Regions from separate parts of the Anas platyrhynchos genome. Here region 1 is linked to region 2. A link is a contact called in public Hi-C data. All regions are on one chromosome and are shown on one strand. Each heading gives the region's core, a stretch centred on a gene start, on an enhancer-like site or on the middle of the called end of the contact. The rest is flanking DNA. Distances are from core to core; before and after follow the strand shown.

The links. Hi-C and Micro-C count contacts between places; a contact is called where the count stands out from the background.
Region 1: a Hi-C map of F1 follicle shows a contact between it and region 2, with 1.7 times the contacts expected there. The contact joins the enhancer-like site here to the promoter of CDYL in region 2.

Annotation. Positions count from the first base shown.
Region 1 is chr2:89,002,559-89,007,811 of IASCAAS_PekinDuck_T2T, forward strand. CDYL (chromodomain Y like) reads left to right here. Exons shown (of 7, transcript XM_027451619.3): 2 at 3,249-3,915. Among named protein-coding and RNA genes, the nearest start is that of CDYL, 48 kb to the left of the region's middle. Within about 2 kb of position 2,578, at least 3 of the 8 cell types and tissues checked have an H3K27ac peak or open chromatin away from gene starts, as enhancers often do. A contact at or near this core is called in F1 follicle, where this site is marked.
Region 2 is chr2:88,955,074-88,959,806 of IASCAAS_PekinDuck_T2T, forward strand. CDYL (chromodomain Y like) reads left to right here and starts at 1,780. Exons shown (of 7, transcript XM_027451619.3): 1 at 1,780-2,185. The coding sequence starts at 2,162. It overlaps LOC106019911 (a long non-coding RNA gene), which reads left to right. Exons shown (of 4, transcript XR_003495433.3): 4 at 1-650.

The DNA of each region.
Region 1 (5,253 bases), core at 1,328-3,827, 48 kb after region 2:
ATGTCACTGTCCTGGTTTCAGTTAGGACAGGGTTAATCTTCTTCCTAGTAGCTGGTAGGGTGCTATGATTTGACTTAGGATGAGAAGAGTGCTGATAACATGCTTATGTTTTAATTGTTGCAGAGCAGTGCTTACACCAAGCCAAGGCCTTTTCAGCTTCTCACTCTGTCCTGCCAACGGGCAGGCTGGGGGTGCAGCAGGAGCTGGGAGGGGACAGACCGAGGACAGCTGACCCAAACTGGCCAAAGGGGTATTCCATACCATCTGGGGTCATGCTGAACAATATATAGGGGTGGCTAACCGGGGGTGAGAGGGTTGGGCTGGCTGCTCAGAGTTAGGCTGGGCATCGGTCAGCAAGTGGTGAGCAATTGCATTGCGCATCACTTGTTTCATGCACATTATTAGTAGTACTATTATCATCATTATTGTTATTGTTATTATTGTTATTATTATTTTCCTGTCTTAATAAACTGTCTTTATTTCAGCTCACAGGCTTCACTTTCTTGTTTCTCTTCCCCAACCCAGAGAGGGAGGGGAGAGAGTGAGTGTGGTGTTTAGCTGCCGGCCAGGTTAAACCACAACAGTCACCTTATTCAATGACCCTGTGTACATTGTGGAAGCATTCCAATCTTCTCTCTCCAAATCTGGATGAGAAACACTTTTGTAGCTGTTCTTATCAGCAAGAGGTCCTAGCACAGTTAGACTAATTAAGTGGAGGCAATTCAGAAAGTCCTTCACTAAATCTCTGAAGGCACGTGATAAATTGTGTGTTGCAGGTTAATTGATGGTTTTTTGTTTTTGTTTTTCATTGTAAATAAAACAGATATAAGATGTCTTCAGGACGAATTAAACAGTGTTAGAGAAAAACTTTGAATTAAAAAGAGCAATGTCAAAATAGGTTTTGATGCAGAGTTGGACAATACAGCTAAATATAAGTTTCCTGTATGTGTTCCCGTTTGCTCTATAAATCATCAGGTTAGTAATGGATTTTTGCATCTCCTGTTCTAGAGCTCATCTGTTATCTCTGCAAGGTGTCTGGTTTTTTTTGGAAGAGAAGAATGGCTTCCTACTTTAAAGGGGCATGTCCTTAATGGGTGGCCTTTCAACATCTAAAGATATTAGTAGAAGTTTGTGCCCAGTAATCAATGTAGTTTGTTATGAAGATTTCCTGATAGGAAAAAAAAATACCTTGTTAGTAGCAGAGATCTTTCTCTGAGAATCATATTTTTAAATTTTACTCTAGAAGGTCAAGAGAAGGAGAAATGATATGCAAAACTAGTGCAGGAACTAATTTTTTGATGACATGATATCAGGCTTCTGATTCATGAGTTAGTTTTTATGTTTTTGTTTAATATTTCTGACTTACTACTGAATATCTTTACTTCATGTCTACTAATTTATTTTTTTAAATGAAGGCTTATTTTTCCATTATGGCTTTATTATTTGAGATAGCATTTTAGTTAAGATGTTAAGTATAGTGTCATAGAAAAATAATAGTTTCAATACTGTGGGGTTTTTAAGTCCAGTGACTCGACTAAAAAGTGCAATAACCAGCATAAAAACTGTTTTAATATTTTTAAATATTAAAATATTTAATATTTGGACAATTTTTATTGTATTGCACTTTAAAATGTACTGAATTGCCAATACCATATAACCGAGTAACAAAGTAAAACTGGGACTAGTCTGACAGTTTGTGTTTCTTTCATTTGTAGTGGATTTTTTGTTTGATTTTCTAGACCTTAAAAAACAGAATGATGCAACATCCTAATTACAAGACAGCATAGTACAACACCTGAAGGATACATCAAGTTCTAGGATGTATAGTTAGTTTGCTGCTGAGATTGTAATAATAGTAATTAGTAACAGTAATCATTTAACTTTGCTGTTGAAAACAATGCCATACATTATGATAACATGCAACACAAAAATTCAAAGCTGAAGTGCACTCTTCAGGGAAACTGTTGTAAATGATAATGTGATTCAGCAATGGCACATATACCTGTATTTTCCTTCAGTCCTTCCAAATTATTTTGTATATCCTACATTCTTTTTTATGCCACTCCAGTAAGTGTTACTAGTCTTCAGAGGTTATCCTAAGTATGTGTGATTCTTGCTTATGTGCATGGTCTTAGCTCATGAGTGGCTAAGCAGCAGGGCTAGGAGTTAAGTTAATAAGCAGTAGTTTCATCCCATTTCGCTTCCCCCACTTTTTTTTCCACCTCTTTTTTTTTAACCTAATAACCAAAAGGGAGATAGAGATGGGGAAGAAAGCTGTATTGGTTCCGTAACTGAATTGAAGTGGGTTGGAGGATTTACCAGAAGAAACAGCCTTTTCTGAAAAAGGGGAATTGTGAGACTAACCTTACACTTGCATCTTTTCTTTTTTTTTTTTTTTCTTCTGTGAAAGAATTCAGTTTCTGAGGTGCTGCATGACTGGCAGTAGTTTTGGTACAAGGCGTGAGGCTCTGTTCCTGCAGCTGCTGCTGTCTGCCCTGTCGTGCTTTACTCCAGTGCCTGAATTCCTCTAGCCTGTGGCTCCCACATGCTGTTATAGCATGTGCATGCTTAATACTTGTGACATAAATACCATCTCTATTTGCAGATAAGTGAGGCATGGTAATTGGTTCAAGTATGTGTATCAAAGACTCTGGCCAAAACAAGTTCTCTGTTTTCAGAAGACAAAGCAAACTCTAAAAATTCTTGCGTATTTGCTCCAATTTCTGAGCTGTACCATATTGTCCCTGGTATCTAAAGGATCTCTCACCATAAGGAAAAGATTCTCACATGTGCCTTATGCTAAGTAAGCAAATTATTTGAACAATACTAAACTGATATTTTTTTAAGGTAAACAAACTGTTTTTGCAGTATATTTGAACATGGTCTCTATATTCAGAGAAGCATTGATTAAGATGTTGAAGCTGGTATTGAAACTTAGCTGGGGCCAGTGCCGATCGTTAACAATATATGTTTATTCAGGTTCTTGTGCATACCAAATACGCGTTGAAGAATAACTTTGGTATTTTAGAACATCTTTTATTAGACAGAAATAACAATCTGAAGTTTAAAGAAGGGTGTTTTCAGTCAGTAATGAAAGACTATGAGATACAGAGCTACAATACAGAAGTACAGAACTGCAACTGTAATTTTAAATCCATCTACACTTAAAAAAGAATTGTTTGCATGAAAGTTGCTCACTCGACTTGCGTATCTGCCCATATCTAATGTTTAATTTTCATTTTCAACAGGTAGAGAGAATTGTTGACAAGAGGAAAAACAAGAAGGGAAAAACAGAATATTTAGTGCGATGGAAAGGATACGACAGTGAAGATGATACCTGGGAGCCAGAACAGCACCTTGTTAATTGTGAGGAATATATACATGAATTTAACAGACGTCACAATGAAAAGCAGAAAGAAAGCACATTAACCAGGACAAACAGGACCTCTCCAAATAATGCCAGAAAACAAATTTCTAGATCTACCAATAGTTCTTTTTCAAAGACATCCACTAAATCTTTAGTTATGGGTAAAGACCATGAGTCAAAAAATAATCAACTCTTTACTGCCACCCAGAAGTTCCGGAAAAACAACTCACCATCTCTTTCTGGAAGGAAAAATATGGACCTTGCAAAATCAGGTATTAAAATTCTAGTGCCCAAAAGTCCAATTAAGAGCCGGACAACTGTTGATGGCTTCCAGAATGAAAGCCCTGATAAAATGGACCACATAGACCAGGATCAAGAAGACTCTGTAGCACCAGAAGTAGCAGCAGAAAAACCAGTGGGAGCGTTATTAGGACCTGGTGCAGAGCGTGCCAGGATGGGGAGCAGACCAAGGATACATCCATTAGTGCCACAATTGCCAGTGCCAGTAACAGCCACAATTGCATCAGCATTAACAATAAATGGAAAAGGTAAGTGTGCAAGTTGGTCTTTTTATGTAGATTTTTCATTTGACTGATCTTTTTAGCTGTTCAGATGTAAATAAATTATCCACTCTGTTTCAGCCATGTTAAATCAAGTCTGGAGAACTTCACAACTTTATTTTTACATAACTGTATGACTATAAAGCCATTTTGAATTTTACCAGCCTTTGCTTTCCTCACAGAGATTCATTGATATTTGTGTTTTCAGAGTCACCATAAAATACATCTGTGTTTGCTTTGACATCGTGTGGTACACATATTCAGTGTACCATTTTAAGAGATAGCATCATTGCTTTAAGTTTCTTTAAATATGTCAGACTCAATTTTGTTATGAACATTAGAAGCATACATTATCCAAATAGACAAGTGATAAGAGCAGGAATTCTTCATAATGGTTTATGTACCTATTTTACTATAAACTTTGCCTGGACAATAAAAAGTAAAGTTGATTAAGTTTTATTTTGGTGAGAATTTGAGTCAGTTGTGCAGATACATATGCCTTCTGTCTGGATTGAATTCTGTCTTCATTATATTTTATCAATATTTTGTAGTTTATACCTCATTTCATATTGAGATCTTATTTAGATTTAATGTCTGACATGGTAATATCTCAGTAGATTTATAGTACAAGTTGAATAAACTGTACATTTTTAACACCAAATAAACCCAAAGTGTTTTTGTGTGTGGGGAAAAGCTGTTTGTTCCCCACACCCTGCTGAGAGACTGGATTAAGACAGTCATTTTGCTGATGTCCCGAACTTTTATTCTTCCATGATGGACCTAGGTTGTTGTTGTAAGCATGCTTCCGAAGCTAAGATTTCAAGTATAACGTTCTCTTCAAATAGAGGGTAAAATCTGCAAGTATTCTTTTGATGACAGCTTGCTGGAAAAAAAAATCTTGAAACCCAAGGACTGGGCCTGCAAGAAAACATGCTTAGAGACAAGCTATAGGCATAAAAATATGTTGAAGACTTTGTGAGAGTTTGTGTTGCATGCCCCATTATTGCTTACATACAGATTTTGGGGGTGGGGGAGGGAAAGCTGCTGTAGCAGGAGAGGTTGAAAAGCAGTGGATAAGGGAGGAATGCTCTTCTGGAGCTGTGGTGTCAGGTCATGGACCAACCCATTTTGCTGCAGTTGAACTAGGTAACCATGGTAATGAACACACTGATGCCAGGAATATCTCGTCCTTTGCATGGGCTAAAGAAGGAATGTAAATCTCAGAGGATGTAAACAAAGCTGGAGGGGAAAATGCAAGAGGTGCATGCCAGTATGCAAGTTTTCTGAGTAGGTGAGGCAGATGAGTGTGTTCACACACGTGATGGT
Region 2 (4,733 bases), core at 530-3,029:
GAGCAAGAAGAGATCAAGCTATCGTGAAACTTAATGTAACAAAACCCAAATGCAAAACCTTGACACTAGTCACAAAACTTGGTACCTCTCAGATGCTTGAACCACAGCAGTATCACGTGGTATTTTTGAACAGTATGGCTGATTCACCTGAGAAGTCTTACAAAGCAACAAGGACAAAAGGTTAGAATAGGCAGCAAAGAAGAATTAATGGCACTGCAAGCAATGAATATGTGTAAAAGAAGAACGTCCTTCAATGAAGATGTAATGTGGATGGTGGTTGAAACATTTAAAATTAGTAATAACTCTGAGCTTTTGTTGTTTCCATGAAGTACTAAAAATAGAGAAGTACTGATGAACTGTATTTCTTTTTAGTCATCCAGAAGAACAAAACGCCTAGGATCTGTTTGACTACAACGTTAAAACAGAAAAGAGGGGGCAAGAAAAGAAGAACTTCCTGTGTTCTATGCTTATGCCTTGCAAGTGAAGTAACATCTTCAGCAACCATTGCTGCCAACCCTTTGCCAAAACATGACTACAGAATACTTTAAAAGGTTGTCCTTCAAAAGACAGCTACAATGATGGTATGCTGTGTACGGCTCAAAAAGGATTCAGACCACGGCCCAGAAACTGAGTGAATGCTCACCTCAGGGTCAAGAGGAAGGCAGTCACGGAGATCCTAGACCTCAACCACGTCCATTTCTTACACAGGCCCATACTTGGGTCAACGATCCTGTCACTGAACAGCCCCCTTTTACAATACCTAGGTTAAGCCCAGCTCTTGAAGACCTCAAGAAATGGTTTCAAGACCAACCAGTTCTAAACTCTTCATAGGCTAGTTAGGAAATTACAAAAGTACTGAAGGTGGCAGACATTTTGTCTATGGAAATGGTGTCCATCTGGCTGTCCAGTGCCAGATTTTCAGTCACCTAGAGGAAGAACGTTGGCCTGGAGGAAGTGATCTTTTGGTCACGAAGAACGGATGGATGGGTAAACCGCATCTCCAAAAGGAATTTCCAGTCCTTTCTGTACAAATCACCCAAATCCCGTAAGTAGATCGGCATTTTCTGAACGGATGCCTCCTGGACAGCGGTCCCAAACTCGTTTATCAAAGTAGAATATTGAGGGGTGTCTCCGTTTCTGAGAAATGCTTTTGCAAGTCTTTGGCCAAAAAAAAAATAAAATAAAATAGAAGCAAGAGGCAACTTGATCAAAAATTTGTTGAGTCAGTGTGTGGGTTGACTGCACGCGTGTGATGAACTCCGCTTTAACTTGCGCTGCTCTGCGGCAGGGCGCAGCTCCCTGCTGCGGGACAGACGCTCACCTGGACGGGAGGAGGAGGAGGAGGAGGAGGAGGAGGAGGAGGAGGAGGAGGAAGCAGGGCGGCGGGGTGCCGCGTGTGCGTGTGCATGTGCCCCCCACCAGCCCGCGCCCGTCCCGCGGGCGGCCCCGAGCCCCGGCTGGGCAGACAATGGGAGATCAAAGCGGGGGGAGGCGGAGGAGGAGGAGGAGGAGGAGGAGGAGGAGGAGGAGGGGGGGGGGGGGAGGATGGTGCCGGGCGGGCGGCGAGGCGGAGCGGCGGCGCTCTCTCTGCGCTCGATTAGTGTTCCTGGGGAGGGAGCGAGCGGGCCGGGCCGGGGAACGGAGGGCTTGAGGGGGGGTGGGGGGGGAGGAAAGGAGGAGGCGGGAGCGCGCGCGCGTGAGCGGGGCGCCGCCGCGTGCGCGCGCCCGCGGGAGGTGGCGGAGCGAGGGAGGGGAGGAGAGGGGAGGGGAGGGGGGGTGTGGGGGGGGAGCAGAGCGCGAGGGCGCGCTCGCGATCGGGGCGCGAGCCGCGTTGCGCAGCTGCGGTGCGCGCAGCCCCGCCGCCAGCAGCAGCGGCAGCGGCAGCGGCAGCTCAGCGGCATTCAGCGAGCGGGGCTGCTGGGTGCGCTGGAGAGAGACGCGCGGGGCGGAGGAGGAGGAGGAGGAGGAGGAGGGGGAGGAGGAAGGAGAAGAAGAAGAAGAAAAAGAAGAAGAAGAAGAAGAAGAGAGGAGCAGCAAGAACAGGAGGAGGAGGAGGAGGAGGGAGACGGAGGAGCCGGGGGAGGAGGAGGCCACACGGCCACCAACTGAAACAAAGTCTCCGCGAGCCCGCACCCAACTCCACCTTGTGAGGCTCCCCAGCATGGCTTCCGAGGAACTCTACGAGGTAACAGCCCCCCCGCCGCCGGCCCCGGCCCCGCCGGCCACCCCGCCGCACCCCGCCCCGCCCGCGGCTCGCCTGGCCCCGTGTCACCCCCAGCGGCAGGGCCCCGGCCCGGCTGCCCCCGGCGGGGGGACGGAAGGAGGGCAGGAGCCCGAGCGCTGCCGCCCGTGGCCTGCGCGGCCCCCCCCGGTCCCCCCCGGTCCCCTCCGGACCCCGCGGGTCCCCCCCCGGTCCCCCCGCTGCCCGGGAGCAGCGCTGACAGCCGCCGCCGCTCGGCCCCGGGGCGAGCGCGCCACAGCGGCGTGCAAAGAGGCGTGCAAAGAGGCGTGCAAAGCCGAGTTAGCGCCCGGGTCCGGAACCGGGCTGCGTGTGTGCGTGTGCGTGTGTGTAAAGGGAGAGGGAAAAGGGGGGGGGGGGTGTTGGTGCGCTGCTCCCTGCCGGCGCCGTCCCCGCAGCCGAGTGCTGTGCCACCATCCTGCGCGCCGCGATGCCAAACGCCACGATCGCGACCTGCCCCGAGCCCCAGCGCCGGGCACGGCTGCCCGAGGAGCCGGGGGGGCTCCCGAGTTGGGGCTCCCGAGTTGGGGCTCCCGCACGCCGGCCCTCGGCGGGGCGGCCGCAGGGCAGGCTGGCAGCAGGGGAAGGGTTTTGGGGTGGCGGCGGGGGGTGCGGTGACAGCCCAACTTCGAATTTCCTGTCCTGTGTGTGGCAATTTTCACATCCTTGCCCTTAATTGAAAGGCATCATGGTCCTCTTGGATTGAACTTCCTTGTTTTTATTTTGACGAGAAGTCATCCCTGGGAGTGCGAAGCGGCGGCCGCTTCGGAGCCTGTCTTGTCTTTTGGGTAAATGGGGTAGTCACCCCAAGCCAAAACGGTGTTTATCACATGGTTAGCAGGCAGCCAGTCCGCGATTTATAAAAAAAATAATAATATTTATATCTAGAGGCTGGAATGCTAAGGTCAAAGGAGACAGGCGGCCTTCAGGACACTTGGCAGAAGGAGACACCTCGCTGCGCGCTGCTGGTGCGCAGGTGTCTCCTCAGAGTGGCATTACACCCATGGGCGAACAGACCTGTGTAAGCCCGTGAAGGGTACCCCGTGTGGGCTTATGTCTGAAGCAAGTTGAAGGCTGAGCAGAGGTGCTGAACTGATGGATGAGAGGACTGAAGGCCTGTGTTCCCAAGGCAGATAAATCACGGTTAATTGCTTTGGCAAGTTTCCCCCATTCTCATAGCATGGCTTAAGCCAGTCTTGAAGGGATGATCCCTGGAAGTGGCTGAGAAACGTAGGGACCGCTCTGTGTAGGAAAGAATTGCCCAAAACTTGCTTTGACTTCAGGAAAAGTTCTGTCGGGTTTGAAGAGTTGGGCCCGTAGACCGTGCTGTGGCCAATGCTTGCGTGTTGCGTGTTTCTGGATTTGTTCAATGACCAACAATGGGACGTCATTTTCCATAGGCATAAGAATGACAAGAAAAGTTCTGCTTGCTGGATGCTGGGCTGAAGTTAAACAGTGAGCAGTCTTTATTAATCTGTTTGTTCGTCTTAGGCTGTGTTCCCAATGTTGACTTGTATGAAAGGCTCAGTAGGCTGTTGACCATGGTCATCCTCACTAGGAAGGTTACGCATCGTATCGTATTCATTGGGCAAAAGTGCGTCTCTCAAAATGCTTGCAACCATAGACTGCTTTTTTTTTTTTTTTTTACTTTTAAAACCAGTCACTTTCGTTCATTGTGTAAGTGCAAAGTTTACTTGAAGTGCCAAAATTGTTAATGCTTTTGGACTCAGATGTGGTCAAACTGTTGCTTGTGTTTGTTTTTTTCTAAGTTGCTGTTCTTTTTTGACAAGTTTTGTCTTTTGATGCAATTTACAGAGCCGTGCCTGAAAAATCAGAAATCATAAATAATTTAAATGTAGTGAATACTAATTTGGGAGGTATATAACTTCAAGTTGACTTGAAACGTTGAATATTGGATAATTTAAATTCTCTGTGAACTACCACGTTATTGACCATTTTGTGGATATTTCATTGTAATTAACGCAATACAGTATTTTTTCAATCTGGTGATTGAAGTCCAGTGCAATTTGCTATATCTCCATTTTTCCTTCTGAATCTTCATCTTGTGTCTTGAATGAAAAAAGTGTAAAATCTATTTGAGATTGTTAGGCTGAGTATGAATGCTAACTGCTCCTGCTGATAGGTGCCATGGTTCTTCCAAAATACAAATGAGAAATCCGCTTATAAGCAATACAAATGAAGGTAAGTTCCTTTTTTAACAAAAAATTCTTTGTGGATTCGGTTGTGTATGGGATGATTTTTACTCTGGATATAAACTTGGTAGAGAGGGAGCCCAACTATAGGCCGATGATTGGGAATTCAAAGATAGAAACCTTGAAATATGCTAACAGGCTGAAAGGGTGACTTTGTTGGGCTGGCTGTATCCTTCATGTCATTTGTTCCTCTGCTTTCTCAGAGTTGTTTTAATGATGACCAGCGCTTTTTTTTTTTTTTTTTTTTTTTTTTTGAGGGGGGAGTTGATTTGAAGAAAATG